Regions from separate parts of the Nomascus leucogenys genome. Here regions 1 and 3 are each linked to region 2. Evidence: chromatin contacts called from public Hi-C data. All regions are on one chromosome and are shown on one strand. Each heading gives the region's core, a stretch centred on a gene start, on an enhancer-like site or on the middle of the called end of the contact. The rest is flanking DNA. Distances are from core to core; before and after follow the strand shown.

Region 1 (3,657 bases), core at 454-2,953, 490 kb after region 2:
AAACCTTTACCTTTGGCTGTACAGCAAGGTACTTATTACTGAGTGCTCCCACATATGAATAGACCTCATCTTTTTTCCTGTTTGTATGTCTGTTGTGAGTCATTTCACAAACCCCCTCCTTAAATCTAAGTTGGTAGAGGAAAAGATTTTTCTCCCAGCACCCCCAAGTCAAAGAAATTCCCAGGGGCTATCACGTGGGAAGTTCTGGAGCCCACTGCACTGAGTATTCTCTCTGGTCAAAATGAACTTTCCTAAGAACAGCCACCTCCATAGGGGAGATGCTGCAGGGATCCCAGATACACCCACTACCCCCAGATACAAATGGCCAGAGGCCCTTGGAAACACAACTCCTGGACCTTAGGTCATGGCTGGGGCACCCTCTGACATACAGAAGGCTGCATCATCGCCTGGTCTGCAGCAGCTTCTTTTTGGGTTTTGGCTTCTTTAACAAACACTTAGTGCTTGCTATGAGCCAGGCTCTCTTCTAAGTATTTTAGAAATATGAAGTCATTTAATCCTCACAACAACCTGCCTAGGAAGGTATTTTTACAGATAAGGATCCTGGGGCACGGACAGGTGAAACAATTTGCCCAAGGCCACACAGTGCATGAGTGGCAGGGCCAGCCTGGCTCCATGCTCTGCCCTGAGATGAGAATGGCCCAGGGTCCATTCAGTGAGCATTCTGTGCCACTAGGGCACTGTTTCTTGGCCAGCACTCCTGGGGCTGGACAGGGTTGTGTATGTTGGTTTGGGCTGGGGGGAATCCAGGGGTCCATGTCCAAGCAGGGCATCAGCTCTTGAGGAAGCAAGGCCATGGCCTTACTAGAGAGAACTTCGTCTTCCAGGGCCAATCTCCACACTCAACTGAGGGTCTGCCTGAGCCCTGCCCAGGGTAGGAGGGGCTCTTGTGCTCAGGCTCACACCTGCCTCCTCACCCCTGCCAGGTTTGCCCCTATGTTTCCCACCTTCCTGGACCACCAGTGCCTCTCAACTAAGGGCAGTTTTGTCCCCCAGAAGACATCTGACAATCTCTAAAGGCATTTTTGATAGTCATGACTAGAAGGCTGCTACTGGCATCTAGTGAACAGAGGCCAGAGATGCTGCGAAACAGCCGACAATGCACAGAACAAAGCCTCACCACAAAGAATGGTCTGTCAATAGTGCCGTAGCGAGAAGCCATGACCTAGGCCCACCTCACGGCATCCTTAAGGCTGAGAACCCCTCCCGTATGATCTGTTTCTTGTTACAGCAGGGGCCCAGCGTCCTGGGAGGGCCACACCCATCCTCACTTTGGCGTCTCCCAGAGGCTGCAACAGAAAGTGAAGGACTCAGTTTGTGCTGCAGCCTCAAGTTCTTGGAAATAAAATAAGGATGTTGAGGTCCTGGTAAATGTGGTGGCCATTATTTTGCATCAGGCTCTGTGCTGAGCACTTTACATATTTTATCTTATGTCATTCTCATAAGCCAGTCTGTGATACTATTATTATCCTTCTTTTATAGATTGGGAAACTGAGGCTTTAAAAAAGTAGCTTGCTCAAGGTCACACAGCTAATAAACCTGGTGACAGTCTGCTTTCTAGCCTAACCAGGCCCTGATATACATACTTAGGAAAGTAAACATGGTAAATGCCCAGGGAGAGCCCAACTGACGCCCACCCTTGGCCCAGCTTATGTGTTCCCCTGGGATCAGCACCCCTCACTCCACAGCACAGTTGCAGCTGAAGCTCTCAGGGCCGGCTAATTCTCTTCCCCTCTCTGGTTCTTACAGAAGGAAGGGGAAGAGTACAGAGAAGCAAGAGTGGGGTTAATTTTTGTGCAGGGACAGTGAAGACAGAGAGGAAGGGGCAGGGAAGAGATGGACAAGGGAGGGAGGCCTGGGAGCTTTTTATTATTTATTATAGCAGGGGAAAGAATGGGAGGTTTGTTTCTAAGCCATAAATACTCTCCTTTGATCCTTGTGTCTATCAGAGATAAATGAGTCACTCTTAGGCCTCAGAAATTAATGACTGTCCTAATGATCACCCTAAGTGACCTTGCAGTATTCCTAATTCTCGCCACTCCCTGCAAAGTAGCTGTGTCAGGGTTAGACAAGGTTTGGCGATGAGGCAGGACTGAGCAGGATGAAGGTGTAATTTCATTCCTCAGCCCCAGCCTCACTTTGCAGAGATGAAATTGGCCTCTACTCCTAAGGCCAGAGAACAGTCAGAACCAGACCCCAACTTCTGGGCTCTGCCCTCCCTGGCTTTGCTTCAAGCACAGGGATGGGGAGCACTGGGTAAGGAAGCTTCAGGGCCCCGTGGAATTCTGACCTGGGAGAGGGCGGATCCCCCAGGGGTGTGCAGGCCTGCCAGGGGCACCTGAAAGCAAGAGGGCATTTGGAGCAAGTTAACATCTGACCTCTCAGCAGGCCCTGCCCATTCAGACTGGGGAAGAGCTTTGAAGTTTCCTTTGTGTGATGTTTTCATGGCCCTGATCCTACTGTACTGGAATTAGCCCGAGGCCCTGCCCCTTCCCTGGAGATTTGTTCCCCAACTACAAAAGTCTTAGAAAAATACCGCAAGCTCCACCCACCATCCCCACACCACTGAATGCTTTTTCCTTAGGCTAAAATACCAGGGAGGAAAAGGCCTCAGAACCCCCACCAGGAGACATTCTGTGCATGTTTACAGTTTCTCAAGAGGAAAGCAAGGACCCCTGGAACCAGATCTGAGGGCAGGTGCTTCCCAGATAAGCATGTTATGGGGTGGGGAGGATGGAGTAAGAGAGGGAGAAGCAAGATTGTCCCTGGAGGCTTCCTAAGCCACGGGCCAGGTCCAGAACAGCAAGGCTATGGGTTCTGGCCCAGAGAGAAGAGGAAGCAGGTGAACCCAGGCCTTCCGGCCGTGCCCAATGACCAAACCGTTGTGCTTAGTGTGGCCAAATACCCATCTCGGGGATCTCTCTCTCTGAGCTTCACCAATGGCTTCTCCTATACTATTGCTCAAGTCCACCATAAAAGCAGTGTCTAAAAACGAAGGGAGAGGAAGACAAAAGAGAGGAAAGCGGAGAGAGAAAGGGGAGGAGACGGAGAGAAGCAAGGAATCCCAAACCAGCCTGCTAGATTCTGCTAGATTCGGCTTTTCAGAGTAAAGACTCTGAGCAATAGTGCCATCTTGTGGCTATGAGTGGAAATTACAATTAGTTTCTCTCTCTCTCTCTCTCTCCTCTCTCTCTCTCTCTCTCTCTCTCTCTCTCTCTCTCTCTCTCTCTCTCGTCTACTCATGGTGTTTGCAACTGCAGGGGCACAAGCTATGGATTTTGTTTCCACCCGAGACGATCGCCTCTCCCCCCACACCTACACCCCAAACTACTCCAGACTCTGCACCCTCTTTCACACACCTCTGGGGTGAGTACACATTTGCCCAGTAGAAATACCTGCTATCTGATGTTTGACTCAACTCTAAGACTCATTCAACAAATATTTGTTTTGCTCTTATTTTGTGCCAGGCACTGTCCTAAGACCTGCGGACCTGACTATAAATAAACATGTCTCCATTCATGCACTTTACATTTTAACTAGGGAGGCAAATATTAAACACATACATATAAAATATAATGGGAGTAGTAACAAGTGCAATAAAGGAAAATAAGGCAGGGGATTCAGGGCTATTATTTCAGA
Region 2 (3,959 bases), core at 1,348-3,847:
TTGGAGAGAGGGGGAAGAGAGGTAGAGCTGGAGTGGAGGCATATGGTGGGGGGCTCATGCCATTCGGCGGAGGATTAGGATGTTGTCGAGGAGGGGAGAAATTGGCCAGATCAAAGGAGGAGAAGTCATCGGCTAGGGCTGTTGGGGTGAGGGGAGCAGGAGGCGAGTCTGGTTTGGAGCAGGTGAGGAGAATTTGGAAAGTAGAACCGGACTGACAGAGGGAAGGGTAGTTACAGTGAGTGAAGAAAGACTGAACATAAGGAATCTCAGACCATTTCCTATTGCGATGGCAAAAGTTGTAAAGTCCCGTTTTCGGGCTATTGGGAGCCATTGTCCAATTGGTATTGGGGCCATGCGGTATTGCAGTGAAAGATAAGCCTCTTAGAACAGATCTCTGAACGGAGGCTGAGAGCACTGAGATCACAGAATGGAGGAGCGGCGGGTAGAGGAAGAAGAGACTGTCGGTGAGGAAGACTACCGGAGAGGGCGTCCCCTTTCCCGTGGAACTTGTCTGGAATAGAGGAGGTAACTGCTGTGTCAGGCGTCCCTGAAACGGAGGAACCAGAGGCCCGGAGGCCGGAGGAAGCCCTTGGCCCAGTGCTGGGTCTTTCGGAAATGGAGAGACAGACGGTCAAGGGTTCTGGGGCAAGGCAACAGTCTCTTCACTCACCCTGGTGGAGGCTTTGATGCGTTGATGGTGGAAGAAGTCTCCAGCAATGGGAGAGTCTAGGAGATTCTCTGGGTCTTTGGAAGGTTTGGGGAAAGGGAGATTGGCAGGGAGAGGGGTGTTAGGGGAGGGAGGGAGGGGGAGAGAGCGAGAGAGAGTGAGAGAGTGAGAGTGAGTCCTGGCCAGAGTCTATCTGCTTCCTGGGTTTCGGCACCAGAATGTAAGGTTAGCAGAGAGAAAGGACGAGAGAGAGACCTGAGGTCAGGCAAGGAAGTTTACTAACCTGCCGGCTGCTCCATCACAGACAGAGGAGGCAGCACCAAGCTTATGGAATGATGGATTTATATTGGGGAGGGGAGTTTGAGGGAGTTCTTTGGTATGGCTGCATCCCGGGGTTGTTTGCTGGTTAATTTTGCCACATATCATCTTGTGACGTTTATTACAGGAGGGTGTAGGTAAAGTTTGTTTATGCTTCCTACGACCTCCCCCTGTGGGTTCTGTTCTGGATGGTTTGTAATTGGGGTTTGCTTATCGCAGCAAGGTCTGATAAGTGAAGTCTGCTGGCTTCACTGTGGAACCTAGACAAGGGCTTAGAAATGTAAAGAGGCTTGGGGGAAGGGTGGGCAGCACCAAGAAGCTTTCTTGGGGAAGTTTGTCCTTAACAGTAGGACATGCTTGCTGTCTCATTTTAATGTCTCTCTAGGCCTCATAATTTAAAAGGACTCACATTCCTCAAAGTTATTTTCTTTTCTCAGTATTACTATTTTAAAATCTTGCTATGTGGTAAAGTGTTAGTTACATTATTCTTTCAGGAAAATTATTTACATTAGGGATGTGTATTTAGATCCATTGACAATATATTACAAGAGTCCTGGACAGCTTAAAGGCGATGCCAATTACAGAGTTAGTGTTTGTTTTTGTTTTTGTTAAACTCCCCTCCCCAATATAAACCCTTGCCCAGGCTGGAGTGCTGTGGCATGATCTCAGCTCACTGCAACCTCTGCCTCCTGGGTTCACGCCATTCTCCTGCCTCAGCCTCCTGAGTAGCTGGGACTACAGGTTCCTGCCATCACGCCCGGCTGATTTTTTGTATTTTTTAGTAGAGAGGGGTTTCACTGTGTTAGCCAGAATGGTCTCCATCTCCTGACCTCGTGATCTGCCTGCCTCGGCCTCCTGAAGTGTTGGGATTACAGGCGTGAGCCACTGTGCCTGGCGAGTTAGTGTTTTTTAAATTAAACATATTAATTTGCATAAATAGTGTACAAGTAAGACTGTCCCCTTTATAAGGTTAGATTTTAGTTATTTGTCTTTGAGAGCCATATCCAGCTACAGTGGAATATACTTTCAGACACAGTGATGATAATCTGTCAAAAGACAAAATTACAGCTTATTTGGTTTAAAGATCTTAAGAAAGAAAAATAGAATCTTGGAACCCCAAACTCACTGTGCAAAAGGGAAAGTTAAACTTGGGATCTGAGGCATCAATACAATTTTTCTTTTGTTGCCAAATCGATAGCTATAATATCACAACCCCATGTCATAGCCTCATTTCTTCTACTCACTTTTCATGTTTACTTTATCTTATGTAAAATGTCGATTTACTGAGCTTGAGACAATACAAAGTTGGCTTTTTCCTTTACTTCCTCTTTTCTCATGTAAAATATAGATTTTTCTGAGGCTAATTGGAGCTTCACAAGAATGTAACTATCTGCCTCACTGCCTACCTGTTCTTCCTTTTATTCCCCCCTCCTGCTTGCTCTTTCCTCTTTAAATACCAAAGTTCACAAAACCTCCTTTGGAAAAAGTATAGGCCACAGGTGCCTCTGTGATTTGTTTTTCCCTTGAGCACATCCTCAACCTTGGCTAAATAAACCTCTAATCTATTGAGACCTGCCTCAATCACTTTTGGCTTAACAATCTCAATTGTGTATTTGCAACTCTAAAATTGGGCAACACTTCATTCAATAAAATAGAATAAATGTTCCCATGAATTGAGCAGAGGTGGTTGGTTTTATAGGCAGAAAGGGCTGAATAAAGCAGAAACAAAGAATAAAATGCAGATTGGTCATTTCAAAAAGTTACTTTCCTTGTAAGGCAGCGATGGGAAGATAGAACAATAGAAAAAGAGCTGACTACTCAACATCAGGTTACTTCAGGCTACCTTTTTTTGTGTAAGGATTGAAGCAAAGGAAACCTCATTCTCATGCTAATTGAAGACTGTAACTGGCCTTTTGGGGAAATTGGCTGTTATGGCTCTGTCCTCATTCCTTGGAAGGTCAGATAACAACTTAGTTTTAGTAGTAGTGATGTGAACTTCAGTGTGGGTGACTCCATTTTTTGTTTGTTTGTTTGTTTTTTAGACAGAGTCTCACTCTGTCGCCCAGGCTGGAGTGCAGTGGTGCGATCTTGGCTCACTGCACGCTCCACCTCCTGGGTTCACGCCATTCTCCTGCCTCAGCCTTGTGAGTGGCTGGGTCTACAGGCGCCCGCCACCATGCCCGGCTAATTTTTTTTGTGTTTTTAGTAGAGACGGGATTTCACCATGTTAGCCAGGATGGTCTCGATCTCCTGACCTCGTGATCCACCTGCCTCGGCCTCCCAAAGTGCTGGGATTACAGGCGTGAGCCACTGCGCCCAGCCGGTTGACTCCATTTTGATTTGTAGTGTTGTCTGTTGAGACCTAGTGGAGTAGCTTAGTCCAAAACAGTGGCCTTCTGAAGGTTTTGTTTTGTTTTGAGACTGAGTTTCACTGTTGTTGCCCAGGCTGGAATGCAATGGCTCACTGCAACTTCTGCCTCCTGTGTTCAAGTGATTTACCTGTCTCAGCCTCTCGAGTAGCTGGGATTACCGGTACATGCCACCACGCCTGGCTAATTTTTTTTTTTTTAGTAGAGATGGGGTTTCATTGTATTGGTCAGGCTGGTCTCAAACTCCTGACCTCAGGTGATCTGCCCTCCTCCTCAGCCTCCTAAAGTGCTTGGATTACAGGTGTTAGCCACTGTGCCTGGCCAGTTTTTTTTTTCTTAGAGACCAGTGTGGTAGTAACCTTTTGTAATTTTTAATTAACAAATTCTATAAGAAGTAAGCAATATAAAGCAGGGAGCTATTTATTTATTTATTTATTTATTTATTTAATTTGAGACAGAGTTTCCCTCTGTTGCCCAGCCTGGAGTGCAGTGGTACAATCTCAGCTCATTACAACCTCTGCCTCCTAAGTTTGCAATTCTCGTGCCTCAGCCATCTGAGTAACTGGGATTACAGGCATGTGCTACCATGCCTGGCTAATTTTTGT
Region 3 (3,828 bases), core at 1,274-3,773, 370 kb after region 2:
GTAGTCCCAGCTACTTGGGAGGCTGAGGCAGGAGAATCACTTGAACCTGGGAGGTGGAGGTTGCAGTGAGCTGAGATTGTGCCACTGCACTCCAGCCTGGGTGACAGAGCAAGACTCCATCTAAAAAAAATTATATATATATATTTTTGCAGAATATATAATATATATTTTATATATATAATATATATTTTATATATATAATATATATGATATATATATTTTATATATATTATATATATTTTATATATATAATATATACATTAAATATATATTATATATCATACATATGATATATAATATATAATATATATATAATTTATATTATGTATGATATATTATATATTATATAATATATCATATATATTATATATTATATTATATATATATATATATTCTGCTCTCCAGAAAGACCAAGACTCAGGGCATGAGAACCGTTTTCCACGCCCCTATGATTGCATCCCCAACCAATCAGCAGCACCCATTCTCTGGTTCTCTGGCCACCAAACTATCCTTGACAAACCCTAACCTCCGAGCCCTCAGGGAGACTGATTAGAGTGATAACACCAGTTGTTTCATGTGTCGGGCCTTGCATTAATTAAGCTATTTCTTTACTGCGGTACCACGGTCTCAGTGAATTGGTTTTGTCTGTGCAGTGAGTGGGAGGAACCTGTCAGGTGATTAAAATAATGGGGCTTGTGATTGACATTGGAAGTTGGGGGGCAGTCTTGTGAGGATGAACCCTCAACCTGTGGGATCTGACACTATCTCCAGGTAAATCGTGATTGAACAGCTGGCGTCTGCTGTGGAATTGCTTGCTTGCCTGCTTATTGGTGGAGAGAAATCCCCACACATCTGGTCACCCAGGTTTTCTGTGCTGGTGGTTGTGGTGTGAGAGCAGAGGAAAAACAGTGTGTTTTTCATTCATCCCTAGTGAAAAGAAGACTAGCTCTGGAGAACTCTTAGATCAAAGCAATCTCGTTATGTATCAGTGGCATGCCCTGGCTTTCGAAAAGTTGAGGTTATGTAAGAGGTATTTTCCCTGCCTCTTATCCAGGAGGTTCTGTCTGAGTGCCAAAGTCAGCAAAGCAGTCCTCTAGGCTCTTCCCACTGAAGAGGTAGAGAAACTTTCAGTCACTTTGAAACTGAAAGTTGCCTAATCTGGGGTCCTTTAAGGACTGCCGTCTCCTCTATATTCCCACATTTCTCCTGGCTGTTGTCCAGGGCTCTCCAGATTTCTCTGAAGGCCCTGAGCTGCCTGCCACCTGCCAGAGTCCCTGCTACCTGGCGATTACATTTGCCAAGGCAGAAGGCTTCTTGCCTCCTCAGTGTGAGCCCCACCACAGCAGCAGCCCCACTTCAGCTCCCCGTGAGAAGTTCCAGCTCCCCGTGAGAAGTTCCACCAGCAGGGACCCTCTCTTGTTTTGTTCAAACTCTGCTTGTCCCCAGCTGATGTACTGGGGGGAGCCTAGAACCCAGGGAGGGCAGGTTGCTGAACTGACCCTCTGCCCTAGCCAGTGTCTGAGGTGGATGCTCTTTCAATGGTCACTTTTTCTGGCTCAAGCCCATGATAGGAATGCCAGGAACCCACCAAGGGGGAATGAGGTCTCCCAGGATCCTTCTTTGCCCTGTCCAGACATTCAGGCCACAGAGCTGTCACCCCGGTTCCTACCCATACCATCATGTCAGTGGTCTGGGGCTTTCTTGACAATTGTGAACAGAGTTAGGGGTCTGGAGAAAGGGGAGCAGCTGTATTCCTGCCCTCTGCCATCCTGGTCCCCCACTTACCAGTGAGTCCAGGTCTGGGAGTAGAGGCACCTGGGGCACAGGATTGGGAATGAAGCATGAGAAGGGCATGGAGGAGGGAGGGCAATGAGAGCTTCCCTTCCTTGAACTGTGCCTGGTGAGGTGTGAATCCAGTGGCCCAGGGCAGGGATTGGGCGGCTGCCAGAGAACAGTAACCAGAGGAGCTGCAGGATACCCGCCCACCCTGTGGGCATGGGAAGCAGGCTGGGGCAGGCTGAAGGTCAGGCAGGATGCCCCCACTGGTGGGTGGCTGAGGAGGGTCTTCTTGTTGGCAGCACTGTTGGCCTAGCACTGTGGGGAGGCAGCCAGGGAAACAGAAACCACAGTTCACAGCCCTGACGCAGGCCCTGGGCCCACTGGCTGGAGAAGCCTGAATTATTAACCTCGGGAGAGGCCAGCTGGCATGAAGGCCAAGGGGACTGAATTGACTCCTCCCAGCTCCGTTCAGTCACCTAGGAGGTGAAGAATTCAGCAAGCCCTGGTTCTGGTTGCCCCAATGTGACCAGCTCTGTAAACAGGGAGCCTGGCTGGTCTGGCACAGGCTGCAGCCAGGGCTGTTTGGCCCCCGCCTCCTACAAGCTCCTCCTGGATTTCTCAGGGCCGTGGCCTTTTGTTTACAGGCTCCCGCCTCACCTTCCTCTCCCAGCCCCGAGCCTCTCTGCTGAGCACATTTTTAGCATTCCCTCAGAGCAGCTTTGCTTTTCCCCTTCCCACAAAAGAAGACCCTGCAGCTGCAGACACGCTGTGGTTTCCAGAGCCTCGGCTGTCATGGGGACAGTCACCAGGGTCCACCTGCACTCAGATGCTGTCCTGGGGGAACTGGCTGGCAAAACCCCTTCCACCCAGCTGGAGGGGTCCGGAGGAGGCCAAATCCACTCCCACATCTGCTCTGGGCTAGCTTTGGAGTTCCCCTCTGAGCAGACAGGGCTAATGTGTCCCATTTCCAATGACTGAAAAAGAAAGGTCGAGGGGCTGGGCGCAGTGGCTCATGCCTGTAATCCCAGCACTTTGGGAGGCTGAGGCGGGTGGATCACCTGAGGTCAGGAGTTCAAGACCTGCCTGGCCAACATGGCAAAATCCCATCTCTACTAAAAATACAAACATTAGCCCGGTGTGGTGGTGTGCGCCTGTAATCCCAGTTACTCAGGAGGCTGAGGCAGGAGAATCTCTTGAACCTGGGAGGGGGAGGTTGCAGTGAGCTGACATCATACCACTACACTCCAGCCGGGCGACAGAGCAATACTCTATCTCAAAAAAAAAAGAAAAAGAAAGGCCGAGGGACCCACCTGAAGTCATGGCAGTTGGAATAGTGCCCATGAAACCTAGAGGGAGAGGCCAGGTCCCAGGCTGTGCCACCTGCCATGGATCTGGAACCCTGGGGCAAGAATGAATCTGGTGGGTCTGAGGATGATCTGGGTCGTCTGTGGATCCAGACAGCCCTGTCTGGTTTTCTTTCCTGCTGTCTTTTCTATGAACGCCTATATTTTGCAAAACCACTGATGTCCCGCTAGGACGCAGGCCAGCTAGCTTCCTTAGGACCACAGGACATCCCTGGGCCTCTCCCTTCTTTGATAGCTCAGCTCACTATTTCCTCCCTGGGGACAGCTGTGGGCCTCACATTCCCGTTTCCTTTCCCCTGGGAAATAGGAATGGGAAAATTGTCCAAGACTTGAAAATGGAGCAGAGATTCCTGCAGGTCCTTTGAGTCATGTCAGCTTTGGGCGTTGTCTGGCAGGCCTGTCCGAGGAATTACCTGACTTTCTAGGGGTGTAGACCTTTGTCTAACGTGCTATTTACTACTCATTAGGTTATTTTACAACTTTATGACAAAGGCATAGGAAACTGACAGGGTGCAGGCTTGTTTTATAGTGACACAAATAAAAGTATTTTAGTCAAAAGGCCAGGGAGGACACTCATTCTATTTTATGGAATGAAGTATTGCCCCATAAAAAATTGTAAAAACAAAGGAAAAGGGGGAAAAAAAGGCTAAGTCCGGGCGCAGTGGCTCACGCCTGCAATCCCAAC

Evidence for each region. A called contact is a pair of places that touch in the nucleus more often than the background predicts.
Region 1: a contact with region 2 is called in a Hi-C map of a lymphoblastoid cell line, with 5 times the contacts expected there. The contact joins two enhancer-like sites. A contact is called at or near these places in 3 of 4 Hi-C or Micro-C datasets (a lymphoblastoid cell line and an unstated tissue).
Region 3: a contact with region 2 is called in a Hi-C map of an unstated tissue, with 3 times the contacts expected there. The contact joins two enhancer-like sites. A contact is called at or near these places in 2 of 4 Hi-C or Micro-C datasets (a lymphoblastoid cell line and an unstated tissue).

The regions. Positions count from the first base shown.
Region 1 is chr14:26,939,903-26,943,559 of Asia_NLE_v1, forward strand. No RefSeq gene overlaps it. Among named protein-coding and RNA genes, the nearest start is that of TMEM17, 100 kb to the right of the region's middle. Within about 2 kb of position 1,704, the one cell type or tissue checked has an H3K27ac peak away from gene starts, as active enhancers do. A contact at or near this core is called in a lymphoblastoid cell line, where this site is marked.
Region 2 is chr14:26,447,329-26,451,287 of Asia_NLE_v1, forward strand. The region is part of intron 2 of COMMD1 (COMM domain-containing protein 1); the gene reads left to right. Among named protein-coding and RNA genes, the nearest start is that of COMMD1, 20 kb to the left of the region's middle. Within about 2 kb of position 2,598, the one cell type or tissue checked has an H3K27ac peak away from gene starts, as active enhancers do. A contact at or near this core is called in a lymphoblastoid cell line, where this site is marked.
Region 3 is chr14:26,814,913-26,818,740 of Asia_NLE_v1, forward strand. No RefSeq gene overlaps it. Among named protein-coding and RNA genes, the nearest start is that of B3GNT2, 96 kb to the left of the region's middle. Within about 2 kb of position 2,524, the one cell type or tissue checked has an H3K27ac peak away from gene starts, as active enhancers do. A contact at or near this core is called in a lymphoblastoid cell line, where this site is marked.